3 separate regions of the Mus musculus genome follow, and all the other regions are linked to region 3. A link is a contact called in public HiChIP or PLAC-seq data. All regions are on one chromosome and are shown on one strand. The core of a region is the stretch at or near the end of the contact, and the rest is flanking DNA. Distances in the headings are between cores, read along the strand shown. Region 1 has its middle 6.7 kb from the start of Asah1. Region 2 overlaps Asah1 (N-acylsphingosine amidohydrolase 1). Region 3 overlaps Pcm1 (pericentriolar material 1).

Evidence for each region. HiChIP or PLAC-seq counts read pairs in DNA pulled down with a chosen protein or histone mark.
Region 1: an H3K27ac HiChIP or PLAC-seq map of embryonic stem cells shows a contact between it and region 3, with 8 read pairs. The contact joins two enhancer-like sites. A contact is called at or near these places in 6 of 39 promoter capture datasets (the C10 cell line, the HPC-7 cell line, liver and 2 more), 4 of 484 Hi-C or Micro-C datasets (CD4 T cells, cortical neurons, pre-pro-B cells and 1 more), 5 of 115 datasets of contacts at active chromatin or transcription factors (bone marrow-derived macrophages, embryonic stem cells and epiblast stem cells) and 2 of 9 other capture datasets (adipose tissue and liver).
Region 2: a contact with region 3 is called in an H3K27ac HiChIP or PLAC-seq map of embryonic stem cells, with 8 read pairs. The contact joins two enhancer-like sites. A contact is called at or near these places in 1 of 39 promoter capture datasets (the C10 cell line), 1 of 15 datasets of contacts at CTCF or cohesin (the NIH/3T3 cell line), 27 of 484 Hi-C or Micro-C datasets (B cells, CD8 T cells, the CH12 cell line and 24 more), 9 of 115 datasets of contacts at active chromatin or transcription factors (astrocytes, bone marrow-derived dendritic cells, cardiomyocytes and 3 more) and 3 of 9 other capture datasets (adipose tissue, embryonic stem cells and liver).

The regions. Positions count from the first base shown.
Region 1 is chr8:41,380,023-41,382,722 of GRCm38.p6, forward strand. It overlaps a transcript of Asah1 not described here. Among named protein-coding and RNA genes, the nearest start is that of Asah1, 6.7 kb to the left of the region's middle. Within about 2 kb of position 1,334, at least 22 of the 459 cell types and tissues checked have an H3K27ac peak or open chromatin away from gene starts, as enhancers often do. A contact at or near this core is called in embryonic stem cells, where this site is marked.
Region 2 is chr8:41,347,212-41,349,911 of GRCm38.p6, forward strand. Asah1 (N-acylsphingosine amidohydrolase 1) reads right to left here. Exons shown (of 14, transcript NM_019734.3): 6 at 2,339-2,413; 7 at 877-922. Among named protein-coding and RNA genes, the nearest start is that of Asah1, 26 kb to the right of the region's middle. Within about 2 kb of position 1,395, at least 56 of the 459 cell types and tissues checked have an H3K27ac peak or open chromatin away from gene starts, as enhancers often do. A contact at or near this core is called in embryonic stem cells, where this site is marked.
Region 3 is chr8:41,265,058-41,267,757 of GRCm38.p6, forward strand. It overlaps Pcm1 (pericentriolar material 1), which reads left to right. Exons shown (of 38, transcript NM_023662.3): 6 at 2,130-2,307. Among named protein-coding and RNA genes, the nearest start is that of Pcm1, 27 kb to the left of the region's middle. Within about 2 kb of position 1,359, at least 10 of the 459 cell types and tissues checked have an H3K27ac peak or open chromatin away from gene starts, as enhancers often do. A contact at or near this core is called in embryonic stem cells, where this site is marked.

The DNA.
Region 1 (2,700 bases), core at 84-2,583, 110 kb after region 3:
TGGCTAAGTTCCAGAGAAAGCACCTTGAAGGAGCTCCTGAAGACATGTAGAGAAAGTAGCCAAGGAGGGGAAGCTTATATAAGTCCTTGCCACCACACTGCCGATGGTAATGGTGCTGTCCCAGCTCCAGCTTCACCCCGCACTCATCACACCCTCTTATTGGCTGTGTGCCCAGGATGTAGCTGTGTTTGTCAAGTCACAGGATGTACAGATTCACTCCAGAGGAAAATAAGATGAACTCTCATTTCGCCATGAGTTCTGAGCTCGCAGGTCGGTTTCACTATAATCAGTTGCTCTTTAGCTCTATCTAATAGCTGTGTGTATTTGTTTCTCAGGGAAGTGAGAAGTAGGAAGGTCACCTTGGAATGGCAACTAAAACCAGTCACAGCAAATGACTGGCGCTAATATATGGGGTATAGAGTTATCATTGACTATATGTACAGAGCAGATCTATAGGTGCTATCAAAGATATACACACAGTGTTAACACACTAATGCCAAACCTCAAGCTTACAACTAAAAAGAATATAATGCACATTCAACTCCCACTCAAATATTTTACATATTTTCCATTGTTTTGATTAGATTGGACATATGAACTGGCATTTGGAGATAGATTCCTTTTTGATTTGGGGGCTTTTTTTTTTTTTTCTCTAGACAGGATTTCTCTGTGTTGCCTGGCTGTCCCTGGAACTGGATGTATAGACCAGGCTGGCCTCCAGAGACCCACCTTCCTCTGCCTCGCAGACCATTGGGATTAAAGCTCGGGCCACCACAGTCCTGCTTGGAAGTAATATATTTAGATGATAGTTTCAAAAGAGGCTGTTCACAGAGCCTTTGGCCTCTTTTGCCTTTAGCTATGTGAGGATCCAGTAAAGAAGCTTTGTCCGAGACTGGAGCTCGACTAGTGGACTTTTCACTACTAGAAAATTATATAAACATATATATAAAATTCATATGTATGCATATATGTATGCACACAGACACACACACATGTATGTAAAACTGTGTGTATGTTGAGAGGTTGAGACAGGGTCTTGGAATGTAGCTGAGGCTGGCCCAGAACTTGTTGTATAGACCAGGCTTGCCTTAAACTTGTGGTAGTTGATGCAGTTCCTCCTTAGATCTGGGCCACAATGCTGAGCTTCACTAACCAGTCCTAAGTGGTTCTGTTGTGGCAGCAGCAGCACAAATGAACTACAATGTGACAAATTATCACTTCTCCAGTTTTCTTAGTAAGGAACAATTCAATTGTCCTGTTATGCTTAGGACAGACATCTTTTGGTCATCTTTGACTTTATCTTTCTTGTTACACATTCACTACACCAGCAAATCTTACTGGATTTACCATTGATCTGCATGATATCCAGTGCCACACCCACTCCAGCAGTGACTGTGACCGGCCCAAAAGCTTGGATGCAGTCCCGAGGTGAAAAGTTCATGGAAACTTAGTCTCCTGGAACCGTGGCATCCTGTAAAACGAATGCTCCAAATCTGTCCTGCTTTAGTCAGTGAGCGGATCTGTGTGCTTTCCTTCAATACTGTTTTATTATAAGTGCCTTTAAGGATTGATTTTGACATATAGCTAAGTTAGATTAGCCTCCACCAGTGTTCCAATGTCCTAGGCAGTCCTTGAGCTGACCCTGGGCTTGGAATTCAGTAAGAATGTTACCTATTCACTAACATTCAGAATTGCTTCTAGTATTGTAAGAGAGATAGTGAAAGAAATCAGGCATTGTAAATTTACTTGAATAGAGCTAGAAATCTCTGGGCTAGTCTACATAGTAAACCCTTAGAACAATAGCCGAGTCCCTCCCATACACAGGAATTTACAATGGCCGAGGAAGAAGAAAGGTTGTAGTTTTAAGAGGAACTGGAGTATTGTATTATTCATGAAAGGATTAGTAGTAAGGAACTGCCCTGGTGCATGTTTTTCACTAGGCCTAGAGGTATGGCATGAGTAGGTATTAACTAAGGGACCCCTGGTGGTGGGTTTAACAATAGACTAGTATTGCATCAGACCTTTCACCTGGGTCCTGTGAATAGCTGACTTCAGATAGGGCTGATCTTATCTCAATTGTACACATTGCCTGGTTTCTGCCAGTCTTTTTGAATGCATTTCTTGTTTTGTGTCATAACTTCAGTGTACTTTGGATGACCTTAATATATCACTTAACTTTTTTGTTTTCTGTAATATATAAGTCTGATGCTCACTTTGACAAACTACATTCAGATACAACACTCCCTTGTGTTTGAGTCTACTTGTCACTTTTCGCCGACTCCTTGCCCACCTGTACCCGGACCCTGATTGTCCCACAGATTGAGGGACGGACTGAGGCCAGTCTGCGGCAATCCAGAATCTAACATTCCTGTACACTCCCATTGCCTCAGTCTAGGTTACACTTATCTAAGGATGATTCCTGCCATCACCCATCATTCATATACTAAGGACTACATTCTTCTCTGCTCTAAACCATCCATTACTTACCTGTTATTCAGAATAAAAGCCAGTGCTCTTACCACGATCTATAAATCCACTTCTGGTTTGGCTAGCTGCTGCTACTTCTCTGATCGCTCATCCTACAGTTTGTCCTGCTTTCATGGGACTCCAGCCATCTCAGCCTTCCTTCTGAGCTTCAGACATGTTAGGGATGGTTCATGTGAGGGACTTAACACTGATTGTCCAGTCTTGTAATATGTT
Region 2 (2,700 bases), core at 145-2,644, 82 kb after region 3:
CTTCCAAGGGCCAGAGTTGCAGGTCTGAGATGCTATGTCTGGTTACAGGAGCTTCTTCTAGCTGGTCACTTAGGATCAACCTTAACAGAGCCTTGAGTGTACTATGGTGGATTTGAAATGTTACAGGCCCAGTCCTCAGTGAACTGATGTTCAGAGGTAAGGCTTTAGGGAGTGATTAGATTAATCTACTGATGGGTTAATAAGCTGAGAGATTATTGGGAGATAATGCCAACTTAGGAGCTGGGTCCCGTATGAAGGAAGCAGGGTCCTGGATGGATACCCTCGGATGTATACCCTCGGAGGCTACACTGTCTTTACTGCACTCCTCTCTCGACGAGGTAAACAGCCTCCTCTGATACCTGCTCCAACCAACACGATGCTCTGAGGCCTTATTAGCCTTAGAAACAGAAGAGCCAGCTGACCATGGACTGAAACCTATGAACTGTAAGCCAGAATAAACATTTCTTCATCCAAAAACAGGGTGGCTTCATCCTTTTTCCAGGGGCTAAAACTTGATGCTCAGAAAAGCTGACTAATTCTGGTCACATCAACAGCGAGACCTAGATTCAGATGACGATCTCTATTAGAAAGCCATCATGTTTTCATAAAGGCCGAGATGGCAGACTTCAGCAATAAATGAAAATAAGGATCTGCGCCCTCAAGCATGGTCCAAATTCCTGTCCACTGCGTGCAACTCTTGCGATACGCCTCCTAAGTGACTGAGACGCCCCAGGTGCCTGCCTTTCTAACACTAAGGAATCCCGTCATCCTCACCCACGGCTCTCCTCTGCGCATGAGGGGCGTTTACTTTTCATCAAGGTAATTCTATCATCTACTCTTCTAAGGTAGTAAAAGTAGGTCAAGTTGCTTACTTACCCAAGAAATATTCCAAAATCCATGTTTCTCCCATGTAGTAAATGACCTTTTAAGAAGAAAGTGAGAGAGACATGAATCCACAGTTAAAATACAATGGATTCTTAATACATGGACATAGGCAGCTGTGAATATTCACATTCAAAACTGTTTTACCAAGCAATGTATAATAATTAAGAACCCTGGCTGCCAGGAAAAAGCCTTAACAAGTTCAAACTGGTGTTACAAGCACACGTTAGATATCACAGTATCTAAAATCTGACTCAGATATGGAAACAAATCAATGGTTATTCCTTGAACAACTGCAAAGCAATTCTGCCAGGACATAACCTCATAATACGACTTACCCAGTTCCTTGATTGCCACCTACAAATGGACATCTCAAGTCTTAGGTGTAAGTCAATAGCCAGGGTCATGTGTCTTGGTGTCCAGCCAGGAAAATCTAGGAAAGTGAAGCTCTCACACACAGTGCTTGCTGACTAAGAAACTATGAGAGTGTTTGTTCTGGGACTCCAGAAAAACCTCTGTCACTGCCTGAGGTGGCTTGGATGAGAATGGCCTCCACAGGCCCAAGTATTTGGATGCTTAGTCATCAGGGAGTGGCACTATTTGAGAAGTATTAGGTGTGGCCTTGTTGGCGGAAGTGTGTCATTGGGGATGGGCTTTGAGTTTTCAAAAAGCCCGCACCAAGGCCAGGTTCCTGTTCTCCCCCCTCCCTTCGGCCTAGAGATCAGTGAGGCTCTCAGGGGTTTGTTTCTCCAGCACCATGGCTTCCTGCCTGCTGCTAAGCATGATGATGATAATGGACTAAGCCTCTGAAAGCAGAAACAAGTCCCAATTAAATATTTATTTCATAAGAGCTATCTTGGCCATGGTCTTTTCACAGATTGAATAGTGACCAAGACACTGCCTCAGCGCGGGTAGCAGAGGCCCCTGGTGAACACTTCCTTCTACTCAGTTATACAGGTGGGGATAAAGGGACTATGCAGATATGCAGAAAACACAAAAGTTTCTGAGGGGCTGGAGGCATGCCTCGGTGGTTAAGGGCACGTGCTGCTCTTAGTGACAGCACAGGTTTAGTTCCCAGCAGGCACTTGGCAGTTTGTAAGTGTCTGTAGCTGCAGTTGGGAGGGATCAGATGCCCTCTGCAGCCTCCTGGAGTGCCAGACATGCGCATGGTACACAGTCAACACATTAAAGCAAACACTCAGACACTTAACATGATCTCTTTTACAAAGAATGCTTCTGGTCTAGAACACTTCTTCCACATTTTCCACGTCTCATTTAAAGTTTAATAAGCATTATAGTAATCTTAAAATAAGACTAATTTTCAATGCACTTATAAGAATTTACCAGGATATACTAAATGATATATAACAGACACACAATTGAAATAGCAAGCCTACTTAGCACATGTTCTAACTTATTCTAAAAAGTACATTGTATGATGTTCTCTGCAGATTACCTTTCTCATCTTCAGTTATGATTGATGTACACATGGTAAACAATTCATAGAAAATGTTGAATGAAATAATCTCTCCTGTGGGGGAGAAAAACCAGGGAAAGGTTTTGCTGATGTTAACAACCATGACATTAAAGGAAAACGCCATTCACCTTTGAATCTGAAGGTGTGCGGCATGCTTCTGTCTTGTTAAATGCTAACATTCTGTGCTTAGCCTGCATTTTGACCTCAGCCTAGCTTATTCTCAGTTTATTTATGTTTTGATGAATCTCAGTATTATCATGAACTATTAATCTATTTTTCTCTAGAGTTATTTATATTTGGTAATTACTTGTGATAACTCTTTATATAAGACTTTCTTCTCA
Region 3 (2,700 bases), core at 109-2,608:
GTTTTGAGACAGTGCCTCTCACTGGCTTGTAACTGGACCAAATAAACCAGTGAGATTGGCCATGGGTTCCACGTATCTGCTTCTCCCCACCTTTGAAGGAGCAAGTTTATAAGTGTGGACCACTAGTTCTAGCCTTTTTCTAAAAAAAAAATATAGGTTCTGAGGATCCAACTCAAGTTCTTATGCTTATAAGGCAAGCAGTTCAATTTGCCTCCTCCCAATCCCCCTGCTTTTAAAGACAGGGTCTTACTGTGTAGCTAGGGTACAACTCATGGCTAGGGTGGAACTCATATAGACCACACTGGCCTTGAATTCAGAGTTATAGCTGCCTCTGCCTCTCAAGTACTGAGATTTAAGGCATGTGCCACTACAGCCAGCTAGCTTCTCAGCTTTCTTCATAGTTGATTGTGACTACTAATCTGAAATGTAAACTATGTGTGTATAAAAGGTGTGAGGTGTCATCAACCTGCACTAAACTTCTAGTCTCATCTTAATAGTTAATCCTCTGAATAGTTAACTGTACTTTCTTCACTTTTCCCCCATTTCTAAGTCACAATGTAAGATGTTGTCATGGCTACCCAGTCTTATTTACAATATTGATGGTTCTACTTGGAGGAGGTAGATGGAAGAGGCTTTGTGTAACGCTGGTGAAGGATGTCATCCAGAAGGAAACTTGTTGAGCTGTCTGTATTCCCTGTGGTTTCTCTAGAAATCTCATTTGCCCAGGGAGAGTAGATCAGTGTATTCATTTGTACTTTCAAAAGAAATCATTTAACTTTTTACTTGCTTTAGTAATTTTAGGGGAGAAATCATTTAAAATTTTATATTCCCAACAAAAATTTGTTAGTGTGGCAAATTTGAAACCAAATCAATACATTAAAGGGAATATTTTTTTGTCAATGGATTAAAATAATAGAACTTTAAAATATTTTGATGGTAAATCATTTATGAAGAATATCTTTACAATATATTTTATATATAACTTGGCTTAAAATTTATTGTTTGGGGCTGTATTTACATTTCTGTTTTTGATTAGTTTTGTTCAGCTGTGTTTTAAATTTTAATTTTGTGTATGTGTTTTGTTTTGTTTGTTTGTTTTTTGAACACATGTGGCCTTAAAGCAAGAACTTTACCACTAAGCCATATCATCAGCCCACTTGGTCATTACTTCTTTAAATTTTTCTTTTAAAATATTGTTTTGTTTTGCATGTATAAGTGTTTTACCTGTATGTATGAGTGGGTATCCTATGCATGTCTGATGCCCACAGAGATCAGAAGAGGGTGTTCGAGCCTAGGAACTAGAGTTACAGGTGGTGGTGAACCTCTGGGAGTGGTGGGAAGTGAACCTGGGCTGGGTCCTATGCAAGAGTAACAAGCGTGTGTAACTGCTGAGTCATCTCCACCCCCATTGGTAGTTTCTTCTAAGTAGTCCCTATTCAAATCTTTTATGTTGCATATAGAGAGGATGATAAATTTTTATTGTATTGGGGAAGTCTTCCAGATTCAGTTTATGCCCCAAACTCAGCTAAATGGATGTAATTTAAGAGTTAAAAACTAATAAAACCACTTGATACAAAATAGAGTTTTCTGCTTTGTTATATATTTAATGTGCTTCATTTAGGCCTTTTTACATAAGATAATCAAATATATTTAAAAATTCTTGACCTTGGTTAGAAGTTGGAATATTTACTCTCTGTGTCTCTGTCTTCTCTCCTGCCCTCACTTACTTTGCTTTTGTTGTGTATGTGGAAAGTTATCTTCTGGAATGGGTAGAAAGTTTTGCTACCTGATAGTTTGTAGAGAAAATCTTTGAGAACATTAACTCAGTATAATTTGTAATTCCCTATTATTTTGTCTGCAGTATGTATAGCTCCATTTGCCTTCCTATACTTTGAAACCTTCTGCTTTCTAAGAGTTTTATTCTCTTCCTTTTAACTCCTCATAGTTTTTCACTGTAAAATTACTCAATTTTTAGTATGGGACATACCAGTTTTCTAAGTCTATTAAAACTGTATCTAGACTTGTGTATTTAATTGAAACTAGTATCTGCTGTACTTTGCCATTGGCAAATGAAACAGGGCCATGGATTTCAACTGTCAGGTATTAGTATTGTTGGTCTTATTTTTCAGGCCAGAGATCCTCAGCAGGAGCCTATGGAAGAGACAGAAAATTTGAAGAAACAACATGATTTATTAAAAAGAATGTTACAACAGCAGGAGCAGCTGCGAGCTCTGCAGGGCCGACAGGCTGCTCTTCTAGCTTTGCAGCATAAAGCAGAGCAAGCTATAGCTGTGATGGATGACTCTGGTATGTGATAGTCACAGAATAATTGCTTTAGAAGAAAGGCTCATTATTACAAAATGAATTGCTATTACTGTATTATCAGATCTCGGTTGTTGACTAGTGTAGCAACCTGCAAGCCAGGTTTACTCTGTTCTGTGCTTTTCTCTGGTTATACAGAAGAGGTTGCAGGAACAACTCCTGGCTATCATACCGTACAGACAGAGTATCTTTGAGAGGTAAAACAGACAGGCCTGTATATAGTACTGTTTTGTAACCTCAGGGTGATAGGGATCTTGTTTTTTTTTGTTTCCACTTTGCAGGAATTACTGCTGTTTTGTTTTGTTTTTGTTTTAAATCTCACTCAGCTAAGATTGTTGTTTATTTGTCTTGCAAAGAAGGTTTAAAAAATAATAAGCA